Linked DNA regions of Mus musculus: region 2 is linked to region 1. A link is a contact called in public HiChIP or PLAC-seq data. All regions are on one chromosome and are shown on one strand. Each heading gives the region's core, a stretch centred on a gene start, on an enhancer-like site or on the middle of the called end of the contact. The rest is flanking DNA. Distances are from core to core; before and after follow the strand shown.

What was found. HiChIP or PLAC-seq counts read pairs in DNA pulled down with a chosen protein or histone mark.
Region 2: a contact with region 1 is called in an HNF4G HiChIP or PLAC-seq map of pancreatic cancer cells. The contact joins the promoter of Yif1b here to the enhancer-like site in region 1. A contact is called at or near these places in 1 of 39 promoter capture datasets (cranial neural crest), 5 of 115 datasets of contacts at active chromatin or transcription factors (bone marrow-derived macrophages, embryonic stem cells, extraembryonic endoderm stem cells and 1 more) and 2 of 9 other capture datasets (adipose tissue and pancreatic islet).

What each region holds. Positions count from the first base shown.
Region 1 is chr7:29,003,468-29,010,257 of GRCm38.p6, forward strand. It overlaps Ryr1 (ryanodine receptor 1, skeletal muscle), which reads right to left. Exons shown (of 106, transcript NM_009109.2): 98 at 6,194-6,324; 99 at 6,040-6,100; 100 at 5,588-5,734; 101 at 4,917-5,051; 102 at 2,028-2,184; 103 at 1,316-1,380; 104 at 958-1,058; 105 at 267-318; 106 at 1-86. Among named protein-coding and RNA genes, the nearest start is that of Gm38979, 23 kb to the right of the region's middle. Within about 2 kb of position 4,309, at least 92 of the 459 cell types and tissues checked have an H3K27ac peak or open chromatin away from gene starts, as enhancers often do. A contact at or near this core is called in adipose tissue, bone marrow-derived macrophages and pancreatic cancer cells, where this site is marked.
Region 2 is chr7:29,233,659-29,241,074 of GRCm38.p6, forward strand. It overlaps Yif1b (Yip1 interacting factor homolog B (S. cerevisiae)), which reads left to right and starts at 4,665. Exons shown (of 8, transcript NM_001110201.1): 1 at 4,665-4,778. The coding sequence starts at 4,733.

The DNA.
Region 1 (6,790 bases), core at 3,059-5,558:
TGGTCCTCATACTGCTTGCGGAAACAGTCTCCAGCAGGGAAGAAATCCCAGCACCTTTCCTGGTACATCTTCCAGACATACGACTCCTAGGGTTGACAGGATAAGAGTCTCGTGGTCACATCTTCACACGCTTGATAATGGATTCTCTGCTGCCTGCTGATTCTCTTAAGACTAGTTTACTGAGTACACTAGGGTGTAACTAGACAACAGCCGGCTGGAGTGGCTTGAGCCATGTCCCCTACGCGTTCCTCGTTAGCACCTCTTACCTGACCAGTGTGCTCTGTCTCATCCTTATTTATCAAATACATCAGGAAAAACCTGAGGGACAGAGGACCACAGGAGGAAGGTAAGAACCACACTTGCATCGAGATTTAGTTTTATTTCCTGGTGTTGAAGATGAAACCCAGAGCCCAGTGCATGCTAGGCAGAAATTCTACCACTGAGCCACACCCCCAGCCCCTCACTGGAGGATTCTAGGCAGGGGCTCTACCATTTAGCCACGCCCCCAGCCCCTCACTGGGGGATTCTAGGCAGGGGCTCTACCACTGAGCCACGCCCCCAGCCCCTCACTGGAGGATTCTAGGCAGGGGCTCTACCACTGAGCCACGCCCCCAGCCCCTCACTGGAGGATTCTAGGCAGGGGCTCTACCACTGAGCCACGCCCCCAGCCCCTCACTGGGGGATTCTAGGCAGGGGCTCTACCACTGAGCCACGCCCCCAGCCCCTCACTGGGGGATTCTAGGCAGGGGCTCTACCACTGAGCCACGCCCCCATCCCCTCACTAGGGGATTTCACTTTTTCACAGAGCCACAGTGATGCTTGATTTCTGATTGTCTAAACCCTACCCACACGGACACCCACATCCTTTTCTGCAGCTGGCCCAGGCTCAGCGGTCCTGCCCTGGCTATCAACAGGCTCACTCCCACCCTCTGATCACCCATCACTTCCCACACTCACATGTAATTGGCTAGGTTGTGCTCTTCTAGAGTGTGGGTCTCAAACCCATGTGGGGTTGTGTCGAAGTAGTCACTGCCTATTCCACAGATGAAGCACTTGGTCTGAGGACAACGGAAGATGTCAGAGTCAAGGAAGGCTCGGTGACATCTAGTACCTCTGGGCCTTGCCTTGCTCCCATGCGTTTCCTAACCTCACCGCACTTCCCAAGCAGAATAGAAGCAGGTGTTTATTGAGTACTTCAAAGGAATGTGTGGCTTAATCTCCCTGGCAAGCTCTGAGGTTAGTACCAGTAATATCCCCAATTATTTGTCCCTATGTATCCCATAATTCCTTAGATTCACTCTTGGGCACAACGCACCTCCATGTCTTCCTTCACTTGCTCTTGTTGGTCTCGGAGCTCCCCAAAAGCATCAATAATCAGACCTGAGGTGGCAGGACATAGGTCAAGACCCAGGTTCACCGAGTACCTCTGGGCCGTGTTTCTTACTCTTATCACACTTCCCAAGAAGAGGAGAAGCAGGTGTTTACTGAGTACTTAGGATAGACACACACTTCAAAGCAATGCAGGGCTTAATCTTCCTGGCAGTCTCTGAGCTTAGTACCAGTAACACCCTAGTTATTTTTTCCCTATGTAGCTTCAGCTGGCCTGGAACAGAGACCAGGTTGGCCTCAAGCTTATGGTAGGTCTCTGGTACCTGGGATTTTTTTTTTGTTGTTGTTGCTGTTGTTTTGGGGGGGTTGTTTTTTGTTTGTTTGTTTTTCGAGACAGGGTTTCTCTGTGTAGCCCCAGCTGACCTGGAACTCACTCTGTAGACCAGGCTGGCCTCAAACTCAGAGAACCACTTGCCTCTGCCTCCTGAGTGCTGAAATTAAAGGCGTGCGCCACCACTGCCCAGCTGTGGTGCCTTGTTTCAACTCCTCCATTTTTCAGATGGAGAAACCAAAGCTCAGAGAGACCACCTGTCTCAGGTCTCACAGTAAGGAGGGGCTAAGCCAGGGAGCTAACCATCGAGCTAGCCAGCCTCTAGGGACTATGCACCCCTCCCCCCCACCCCCCAGCCAGCACTGACCCTGAATGATAGCCAGCAGAATGACGATAACGAAGAAGAAAAAGGTGATGTCGAAGACGACCCGGTAAAGTTCATATTCATCGCCGGCCGGGTCCTCGATCTCGTCCCCGATCCCTCCACCGGCCCGGACGCCCACATACATGTGGAACAGGTAGCACTGGGGAGAAGGGGCAGGCCGCCCAGTTAACAGCCACAGCACCTACCGGAAGCCTGGACTAGGTGGGCCTGGAGACAGAGCAGTGGCAGAGAACCCTGGGCCTTGCCTCTCACAGCTGGGTAGTGTCATGGCTGTCACAGGAAGGCATGGGCTCGCGATTGTTCAGATCATCATCTGACAGGATCTAGACTCAACTAGAAGACACACTTCTGGACACGTCCATGAGGAAGTTTCTAGATCGGGTTATTGAGACAGGAAGACCTAGCCTGAATGTGGCCCCAGTGTGGGTTTGGAGTCCCAGAATGAATTAAAAAAAAAAAAAAAGCAAGTTTCTAAAATAATGACTATGAGACTTAATTATTCATGAATAAATGCCTAGGCCATACACTTGGGCTTCTTCCCTGACTAGCTCATAACTTACTTAACACATTTATTCTATTCTGAGTACCACATGGCTAGCTACCTCTCCTTGGCTTCAGGTGTCTGTCTCCTCAGAGTTCCAGGAGAATCTCTTCCTGTGCCTGATGCTATCCCACAGTTCCTCTCTCCCTGCTGGAACTCCCACCTCCTACTTCCTGCCTCAGCTTGTAGGTCATTGGCTTTTGATTGACAGATGTTTCCACACAGTACACAAGAGATTCTCCCTACAAAGGCATTCTTCTCGAACGGCTTTCTGACTGGGGATTACAGTGACCAGCCACCTTGTGCTCTTGCCGCCACGGTGGACTGTATTCTCAAAGTAGGGTCAGAACAATCCCTCTTCCCAAGTTGCCTTTGCTGGTCACATTGGGTAGAAATGTGACTAATGCAAGGGTCGGAGCTGGAGGTGAACCCCAGTTGTATCCAGATGGGGTGCTCATCTGGTATGCATGAGGCCCTGGACATGATCCCCAGCATCACCTAAAACAGGATGGTGTCACATGGCTGGCATCTCAGGGAGAGGCTGGAGGATCACAAGTTCAAGGGCAACCTTGACTATGTTGAGAATTGGAAGGACCAGAAAGTTAGTGTGAGGTGACGGGGAGAGAGGGATCAGGGAGGAACACTGTCATTACTAGGAGCTGAAGAAAGTGCAAGAACTCTTACAAGCTCCAGGATGCATGCCTAGCCTCAGAGCTGAGACCAGAATGGCTTCATGCGGGAGGGGGAAGAGTCTCCAAGCTGGAACCCGAAGGAGGTGTTACCAGAATGGGTGATGGGTGATGGGAGAGAATGTTCCAGGTACTCAAAACCACATGGTACACCACCAATGGGGAAGAGAGGATTCGCTGGGAGAGGCCTGGGTGTGTATCAAGGCCCTGGGCTCCAACCTAATCACACATGGACCAAAGTTTATTTTATTTTATTTTGAGAGGTAGGAGACTAGATAGTTGGATCAGCTCCTCTACCAAAGGACCCAGGTTCAATTCCCAGACACACCATGTGGCCATGTGGTTGTAACTGTCTGTAACTCAGACATACATGTAAGCAAAAACCATATATGGAGAGAGAGAGAGAGAGAGAGAGAGAGAGAGAGAGAGAGAGAGAGAGAGAAACTGCTTTTTGCTTTCATGAGGAACTGAAATAAGTTTGGTGGGGCTGAAGAAAGAAGCTACTATGAACAAAGACAAGGAGGGAGATGAAGAAGTGACCGATTATGTTGATGCCCGGGCCCAAGTATTGGTAGGCAGCATTTAATTTGGAAAGTAAGATGTCAGGCGAAGGGGTGTGGCTGTTAGGCTTGGTACAGGGCAGAGAAAGGTCAATGCAGAAGAGCAGAAGTGGAAGGAAACATGTGGTCCTAGAGGAACTGAAAAAGGACCAGGAAGCCAAAAATTAGAAGCAATAAGGACTGTGGTTAGACTCAGGTAGGGCCAGATCTCTGATTTTTCGTTTTGTTGTGTCTTTTTTTGTTGGCAGGGGGTGAGGGGTTAGTTCTGAGCCAGGGTTTCTCTGTGTAGCCCTGGCTGTCCTGGAACTCAGAGATCCATCTGCCTTCCTCTGCCTTCCCAAGTGCTGAGATTAAAGATGTGGACCACCACCATCCCACATCTTCCTTTTGGGCCTTCCTGCGGTAGCTCTGGGAAGTCCCAGGTGGCCAGGCCAGAGGGAGTAGGCGAGTTGTTTGCTCTGAGTCATCCCACTCAGGGAGTACAGAAAGTTGCCTTTCCAACAGCAATGCCCACAGCTGCTGTGGATGATCCTGCGAGCCTCAGCTCCATGGCCCAGCTACAGCCATGCCACCAACGATCTGAAGGCACTTTTGTCTTGTTTTGAGATAAGGTCTTGCTGTGTAGCCCTGGCTGGTGAGGAACTCACAGAGATCCACGTGCCTCTGACACCCCAGTTCTGGGTTAAATGCATGAGCCACCACACCCACACCCAGCTTCTTTTTTTTTTTTCCTCTTCATTTTCTTAAGTAGTAATTGATGGGGGAAGGGCTCAGTCCATTGTGGATGGGGCCACTTCTGGGCTGGAGGTCCTGGGTTCTATGAGAGAGCAGGCTGAGAAAGCCACGAGGAGCAAGCCAGTAAGCAGCACCCTTCCATGGCCTCTGCATCAGCTCCTTCCTCCATGTTCCAGCCCTGCTTGAGTTGCGACCCTTACTGCTTTGGGGGATAAACTGTTGGATGGAACTGTGAAACAAACCTGTTCCTGCTTAAGCTGCTCTTGGCCAGTTGTTTCACCACAGCAACAGTAACTCTAATGAAGCTATTTAGTAACTTGCGAACGGGCATGGGGGAAGGGCTCACCGTCATCATGTCATCACACTTCATGTCAGGCTCGTCCTCATCTTCGCTCTTGTTGTAGAATTTGCGGAAGAAGTTGAAGGCCACCACTGTATACAAGTAGACCACTACGGCCAGGAGCCCTACGGTCATCACCAGCTGGGGACAGGTGAGCACTCGTCAGCTCTAGGTCCTTCTAGATAGGGCCCTCAATTCTCTGACCCTTTGGATTCTGGAGCCTCTTCCACGCTCCATTCTGCCCTCTCCCAGAATGCCCTAGGCCTGTTGTGGTGGTGCATGCCTTTAATCCCAACAGTCGGGAGGAAGAGGCAAGCAGATCTCTGAGTTCAAGGCCAGCCTGGTCTAAACAGTGAGTTCCAGAACACTCAGGGCTACATAGACTGGAGCGTCTGAAATAACCTCCCCACAACGCACAAGAACAAACCAAAGAATGTTCTAATCTTGGCTCAGACCTTTTCAGATTACCACGCCTCTCCCCTCTCGGGAAGCCCCTCCCCTCCCACCACTCTAAGACACCTCTTTACCCCCGCCCCTCAAAGATGACTCCGCCCTCACTTCCTTGTTCCCACAAACACAGCTATCATGCCCACTTCCCCAGTATCTCTTGATCACCACCCCTCTCCCTCTGCCACTCCCACACCTCCACGCAGGCCCCTGCCAGGTCCTCTCCACACCTGCTTTCCATTGTGAGTGACAGATGAAAGGATGGTGCGGAGCGTCTTGACTCCCATGGCGATGTCCAGGAGGTGGGCAGCAAAGAAGAAGTTATTGTAGTGCCCCAGGAGGGACATCACCATGTACCAGCCCAGATACAGGAAAGACTGAATATAAACGGGTCAGAGTCAGGAAACATGCGAAGATGCCTCAGAGCAAGGGCAGACGCAGTCTCTGCCTAGGGGAGTATCTATCTGCTCCAGAGCAGAAGAGGACCAGGGAGCAGATCAGCTACAGGAGACCCACAACAATGGGAAGGACGTTCCGAGGACAGGGGACACAGGCTTAGGAATCTTTCTGGGGTCAGGGAGTCCTGGGCACATTCCCACCCTAGGGGCTTTGCACGAGCTATTCCCTCATTCAGACTCCTTCCTTTCCTGGGGCAACCTTCTCCATCCATAGCCCCCCTTACGTTGTCTGTGAAGATGACTCCAAACTTCCAGATCTGGTATTTGACATCGATAGACATGATCCTGAGGGAACAGGAAGGGAGACAGCCAGATGCCTGGGCGTCAAGGCACTAGCCATGTCCCCTGGCCCATCTCCGGCATAGGTGTCCCCCTCACCATGTCAGCAGGCCCGGTGGAGGGTCAGGTTTGCGCTCATTGTGGGCTGTGATCTCCAGAGAGGCCAGATCCATGCCCAGCAGCTCCGCAATCCGCTCCCGCCCAAAGATGTCCCCGTGTTTGTCCAGAACCTGTAGGAGAGAGTGCCAGGCTGGAGTTGGGGAAGGGGACATTGCCTGTAGAGGGTTTCTAGGGTCACTCAACTTTACATGAGACATAGGGGGAGCATTTTTTTGGGAGGAAGGGCCTGATTTCTGCAGACAAGGAGGGAGGTCCAACATCTGGCAGATGCAATAGCCAAATTAATAGGGAAACCACTGTTTGGAGAGGCAGACAGAGGCTGTGTAACCGGGACCCCGTCCTCTAGAGCAGTTTGATGCACTCTGTTCACTTACACAGCCACACTGCCTCTTGGTCCCTCCGAGGGCCACTCCAGACCCCTCTAACAGAACAGCAACCTTTCCTGGCCAGCACACACACTTTCCCGCACTTCCACACTGATACCGATACAGTTTTTATTTTATTTTATTTTATTTTTTGAGCCTGGAATTCACTCTATAGACCAAGCTGGCCTCAAATTCATTGAGATCTGTTGGC
Region 2 (7,416 bases), core at 3,415-5,914, 230 kb after region 1:
AGGCAGATGGATCGCTCTGTGAGGGAAGCTTGCTCTACAGAGGGAGTTCCAGGTCAGCCAGGGTGACAAAGTGAGACATTGTCTCAATAGTAAATTAATAGGTAAAACTGAAAGCAGGGTTTCCCTTATTTTTCTCCTGTAGGTCCCCTCACGTCCCTCTATGACGTGGACTCAGTGCTCTCCTTACTGCTGTGTGGAGGGCAGACCAGAATCCTCCCACAACCAGACCGCAGCTCTGATACACGCAACAAGCTCTATTTATAAAACTGTGGTAATTCTTGGGACAGAGCCCAATTTAGGGCTGGCAGTCTGTAGGAAGAGATGCCTGATAATAAAAACCAGCAACAATAGCTACAATGTCCCTGGACTTAGTCAGGCGCTGTCTGTGTACATATGCCCTTTATCAAGGCCTTCATCCTCCCACACGATTCCCAGTAAACAAAGGGGAAATTAAAGCTGAAAACAGAATGTAGGAACTGGCCAGATGGATCAGTGGTTACACACACACACACACACACACACACACACACACACACACCAAGCCTAAAGACCTGAGATCAATCCCTGGAGCATGGTGAAGGTGAGAACTGATTCCTGTAAGTATCCTCAGACCTCCATTAGGCCAGTGCCCACTCTCATGCCCACACACAGATGCACGTATACACACCAAACACACACAAAATGGAGTAAGAGTGCACGTCTGTAATCTTAGGACTGAGGAGTCTGAGAGGCAGGAGGACTGGAGGCACAAGGCCATCCACCCTCAGGTACATAGTTCAAGAACAGCCTGGATCATGTGAGAACCCTGTCACAAACAAACATAGAAGGAGGCAGAACAGACAGCCATGGTGGTGCTCACTTATAATCCTAGCAGTAAAAGGAGGGAAAGGCAGGAGAATTACAAAAGTCTCAGGTCTGGAGAGACTGCTCAACAGCTAAGCGCACTTGCTACTTTTGCACAGGACCCGGGGTTCAGTTCCCATCCTCACATGGCCGCTCACACCCATCTGTAACTCATTTTCCAGAGGATCCGCCTCTTTTGACCTCTGAAGGCACCAGGCCCACATGCAGGCAAACTGTCGATCCGTACACACATAAAAACATGTATAATATCTTCTCTGAAAAGATTAAAAGCAAAAAAGAATATTGTTGAGTTCACATCATTCATGTTACAGGGCTCACTCCAGTTCCAGGGGGAATCTAGTGCCCTCTACAGACCGCTACAAGAACTGCACCCAAGTGCACATACTCCCTACATACTCTCACACACACACACAGCTTAAAAAATGAAAATAATTTTTTTAAAAGCTCAGCCTAGCCAGGCAGTGGTGGCACACGCCTTTAATCCCAGCACTTGGGAGGCAGAGGCAGGTGAATTTCTGAGTTTGAGGCCAGCCTGGTCTACAGAGTAAGTAGACCAGAGAGAGCCAGAGCTACACAGAGAAACCCTATCTCAAACAAACAAACACTGGGTGGTGGTACCACACACCTTTAATCCCAATTCTGAAAAGGCAGAAGGTTCAAGGCCAGCATGGTCTACAGAGCTAGTTCCAAGACACCCAGAGCTACACAGAGAAACTATGTCTTGAAAAACCAAAGAACAACAACAACAACAACAAAAGTTGAGTCAGTACTACTGTACAGATTTTTTTTTCCAGTATCCATCTTTTCTTTTTTTCCATTTGTGCTGGTGGGATTTGAACTCATGGCCTCATGATGCAGCACAAACAACCAACAGAGGTGTAGCCCTAGCTTTCATGTCACTGTTTCCTAACCGATACAGAAATGTAAGGATTTACCTGGGCTGTATACCGAATGAGAGGTGAGTAATGTTGTGGAATGATATTCGGGGCTGAGTATAAAGCTCAGTAGTACACCTCTTGCTCGGCTCATGTGGAACCCTAAGTTTAATCTTCAGCACCTGTAAATGAAAACAGTATTATATGTAGACATATGTGTGTGTGTGTGTATGTAACATATATGTATACATAATGATTTAAAGTCTGTGGAAGGATTACACATGTTACATACAAATACAAGCCCAATTTATCCCTGACCTCTTTGTTGTTAGTTCTTTTGTTTTCTAAGACAGGGTTTCTCTGTGTAGCCTTAGCTATCATGAAACAGGATCTGTAGACTCAGAACTCTGCCTGCCTCTGCCTCCCCAGTGCTGGGAGTAAAGGCGTGCACCACCATTGCTATACCTATCCCGCCCTGCTTTTTTCCCCTAAATTAATTTTTATTTTTATTTCATGTGCATTGGTATTTTGCCTGCATGCATGTCTGTGTGAGGCCGTTGGAGCCTTTGGAACTGGAGTCATAGACAGTTATGAGCTGCCATGTGGGTGCTGGGAACTGAACCCAGGTCCTCTGGAAGAGTAGACAGTACTCTTAACTGCTCAGCCATCTATCCAGCCCCACCCCACCCCCACCCCCTTATTTGAGACAAGGTTTCTCTGTGTAGCCCTGGCTGTCATGGAACTTGCTCTGTAGACCAGGCTGGCCTCGAACTCAGAAATCTGCCTGCCTCTGCCTCCCGAGTGCTGGGACTAAAGGCACGTGCCACCACGCCTGGCTCTCTCTCTCTCTCTCTCTTTTTTTTTTTTTTTTTTTTTTGGAGATTATTTTAAGTAGTTCACTTGAACTCAGTATAAACCTAAGGATGGTCTTGAACTTCTGAACCTCCTGCTACCACATCCCGAGTGCTGGGATTGCAGGTGTGTGCCAACACACCTAGCTGCACTATTTATATAAAAGACATGCACATTTGAGGATTCTGCAATACGCAGGGATTCAACAGACACCTATATATAGACAGATGAATATATATATATATTTTTAATTTTTTTTTTCACACAAGAGGCCTACAGCAAGCCCAAAATGTCTGCCTTATTGATTTTTTAAAAAGGTCACAGATAGATGGATTTAGACAAGAAGAAGGCTGAGAATGAGAAGTGGAGGTAGTGCCTAGGAGTCAGACTCTAACACGAAGCAAAATGATGTGGATGTATCTCAGCAAAGGACTGCATCTGACACAGGTTTCCTCCCTAAGGAGCCATTGCAGAAGAGGAAAGGGAAGCCACAGGACAGGGTCATTTGCTGACCATCTCCTTCTGGAGTGCTATCACTTCCCAGAGGCATTTCCGACTTTTTTTTGTCTTTGATAAGCAGAAAAAAGGACAGAAGGGGCCAGCCATGGGTCGTGGTGGCACACACTGTAATCCCTGGATTTGGAAGGTAGAAGCAGGAAGATCAGGGTTCAAGGATGTCTTTACCTTAATGAGTTCGAAGTCAACCTAGACTGTGTAATGCCCTTTCTCAAATCAAAAGAGGTAGGGGCATACTAAGGAAGAGAAAAAGAGACACTGAGGGACACACAGGAGGAAGTTAGTTTTCAGGGTTCTATGCTCAAAGTTGTGCTTGTGTGCATTCAACTGTGAGGGCTGTATGCACCTCTGGTGGACAGAAAGCTTGAAGGAAAAGAGCCATGTGAGAACATTTTTATGAACTTCTGGGAAATTGCCTAAAGGTACCTTCGAAGAAAGTTACCAGTTCTTCTGAACTAATATGCTGAGGGCCTCTTTTTCAATCTTTTTTTTTTTTTTAAAGATTTTATTTATAGTAAGTACACTGTAGCTATCTTCAGACACACCAGAAGAGGGAGTCAGATCTTGTTACGGATGGTTGTGAGCCACCATGTGGTTGCTGGGATTTGAACTCTGGACCTTCGGAAGAGCAGTCAGGTGCTCTTACCCACTGAGCCATCTCACCAGCCCCAATCTTTTTTTTTTTTTTTTTTTGTAAGACTAGAGCTCACTATGTTCAAAGCCAGTACTCGTGACTTTTTTTTTTAAAGATTTATTTATTATGATACATAAGTACACTGTAGCTGACTTCAAACGCAGCAGAAGAGGGCGTCAGATCTCATTACAGTTGGTTGTGAGCCACCATGTGGTTGCTGGGATTTGAACTCAGGACCTTTGGAAGGACAGTCAGTGCTCTTACCCGCTGAGCCATCTCACCAGCCCACTCATGACTTTCTTTTTCAGCTTCCTCAGTATTGGGAATACAGAAGTGATCCACTAAGCTAAACTTTGTTTCTCAGCCTAAATGGGCCCTGGTGCCGCATTCCTTTAATCCTGAGCCAGACAGATCTCTGTGAGTTCCAGGCCAGCCTGGTCTACAGAGTGAGTTCCAAATCAGCTAAGGCTACACAGAGAAACCCTGTCTCGAAAAAAACCAACCAACCAACCAAATAAATAAATAAATAAATAATAAAAATGAGTGCTGCGTCTGTGTAAACGATAGATGAGCCGGCATAACTGCAATAATCCATCATTCTCCCCGCCTTTCACGCTTCTTCAGCCTCCCTGTGCTCTCAGTTAACTAAATCGAGTGCCTGCCTGTAAAGAACTACATTTTCCGTCGACTTCGGGCTCAACAATAGGAACGTTTCCTTCCTGCCTGAAGTCTTCTCCTCCTAGATCGCACCAAGCTCCGCCCTGCTGCCGCTAAGGTACGGCCTCTTCCCTTACGTCATTGGCCTCAGTTCCCGCCTCTTATGTAAGCCGACGCCCACTCAACCAGGCTGCACCCCCTCCAGAGGGTGTGGCTTTCTTGCGCTATCGTGAGACCTATTGGGTCTCTCGATACTACTGGGGCGTGGCTACGGGAACCGGGCGGGCCCATTCCAAACTGCGGCTGTGGCGTTCTCGGCCGTGGCATCTAAAGCATGCACGCGACAGGTTTGGCGGCGCCGGCGGGGACGCCCCGGCTGCGTAAGTGGCGTACGTGGCTGGCTGAGGAGATCGGGCGGGCGAGGGGTGTGGCGGGGCCGTCGCGGCGGTTGGCGAGGTCACTCCAGGTCGGACGGAGGTCACGAGATCCCGGACCTGGAGTTTCTAGGTGTGCACAGCCCAGGGATGCCAAGTCCGGGTAGGGGGCGCATCGCGGGTAGGTTCTTTAAAAAAAATTCCTTTAAAAGAAAGCAAGTTGGAGGAAAATGTAGTGCGGTGTTCAGAGAAACGCTACTTCCATTCATTTGCAGTCAGCGATTTGACCTCCTGTGCTACCCACCTTTCCGAGACTCTTCAGTGCTTAGGAACTGTCACCCACGCTCCACAGTACGGCCCCTGGGCACTCCCTGTGCGGACAGGGCCATATTTACATCCCATTTAAGAACACAACCAGTACTTATTGTCCTGCTAACCTCCTTTTTCCAGCTTCGTTAACCTCTTTTCCCAGATGTAAATTTGAATTCCTCTTGGTCTCTCAATATCTATGTCCTGTTTGTTTCATTTATTCATCTAACATAACTTGCTCCTGTGAACCCTGTGCCAGGCCCTGGGCTGGAATTTGGGTACACACTAGTAACCACCAAAGCCCTGGTCCTTGCTTTCTTACAGCTAGAGTTCAGGAGGAAGATAGACACTTTCCAAGGAAGGAAACTTGTCGGTCAACTAGAGTAGTAAGAACCAGTGTGTGTGGTGTGTGTGTGTGTGTGTGTGTGTGTGTGTGTGTAGTCCTGATTGTGACTAGGGTTTGAGGAGGCTCCATTTACCCCTTCACTCCTTAGTGTCTGGCCGGCCTGTGATATGTGACCAGCTAGCATTTATTCCTGTCATAAAGCTGCCAGTACAGAGCAATGGAACTGCTGTGATAGAAGCATGGGGGAGGGTTCATGGTGCACACCTGTAACCCTAGCACTTGGGAGTCGACTTTGAATGCCTGCCTGGGCAACATGTGTTTAAAGTAAACAGTGTGAGAAGTCAGGGGTGGATTCCCAGAGATGGCTCCAGTAAGGGCACTTGCCACCAAGCCTGACTACCTGAGATGGATCTATGGTGGACGGACACACACACACACACAAAGATGAGTTAGTTCCTTTTAATAGAGTGCTGGACAGATGATGTAGAGTGCACAGGCAGATAGGTTGGGGCTGGGATGGAGATGTGGAACTCAGTTGTTGACTGGAAGTATCCTTGAGTCCTTGAAGAGGGCATGCCTAATGATGAAAGACCTAAGGGATTCCTGGAGAGAAAGGCTGTGCCAACAAGATACACAATTGAGTTGATGCTGAGGAGGGAAATCAGGAGCCTGGCCATTATGAGAAGCGACAGTGAGGGAGAACATTTGAGCAGAGTCCCTAGTGTGGCGCAGCAGGCTCCTGGAGGAGGATGGTTCTAGGTTGATAGTACTGTGTGTTAAGGCAAGGGGTTTGTCTACGTTGGGACCTGAGAGACCTTGGGGCCAGGGGTGCTGACAGGGCTGAGGAGGTGTTAGAATTCGATTCTCAGCATGGTGGCCCTTGATCTTGGGCAGAGGATGAAAAGGGACCATGCAGGTGATGCACCTGGGGGGCACTTGGAATTCAGGCACTAGTAAGGCAAGGGCTAGAGGGTTATCCATGAGTTCAAAGCCAGCCTGGGTTACAGAGTGAGTCCCAGGACAGCAAGAGCTGCATAGTGAGGACTTGTTAACAAAACAAAAACAAGCTGGTCAGTGGTGACACACACCTTTAATCCCAGTACTCGGGAGGCAGAGGCAGGCGGATTTCTGAGTTCGAGGCCAGCCTGGTCTACAAAGTGAGTTCCAGGACAGCCAGGGCTACACAGAGAAACCCTGTCTCGAAAAACCAAAACCAAAAAGATAAATGTATCAGAGGATCACAGGGCCAAGATGGGTGGTACAAGCCTGAGATGCCAGCCGCTTGGGAGGGAGAGGCAGGATCTCCGGTTCTAAGCAGCTTCCTTCCCAGGTAGCTATGCCTGGCGAACTTAGTAAGACCCTAGTTTTGGTTTTTGGTTTGGTTTGGATGGTTGGTTTTTCTTTTGAGACAGGTTCCTACTGTGTAGCCCTGGCTGTCCTGGAGGTCACTATGTAGACCAGGTTGCTCTCGAACCTATAGAGATCTACCCACCTCTGTCTCCTTAATGTTGGGATCAAAGACATGCACCACCACACCCCAGCGAGACCCTGTCTGTAAAGTAAAAGGGCTGGAGATGCAGCTAAGTGTTAGAGTTTCTGCTTAATGTGCACAAGGCCCTGGTTTCCAGTGCTCAGTACTTAAAAAAATATCTCTGGCTACCCACTGGAGACTTCCTTCAATGGGGCTAAGAGTGGGGCCAGGCACCTGGTGTGGTGACGGCACACACCTAAGATGCTTGCACTCCAGAAAACCAAGAGTTTGAGGGCAGCCTGAGCTACATAGCAAAGCCCTGACTCAAGAGCCAGAAGGAAAAAGAAGAATAGGTGGGACACGTGAATCCAATAGGCAGTGGTGGGGACGAAAGGGAAGGTGAGGCACTGTGGGAGGCTGAGGGCTGGTTGGCTGGATGTCAGAGGGGAGCAGGTGGGCAGAAAGGTGAGGCCCAGAGGCAGCCTGGCTGTGAGCGTGCACTCTGTGCGAGGAGGGCA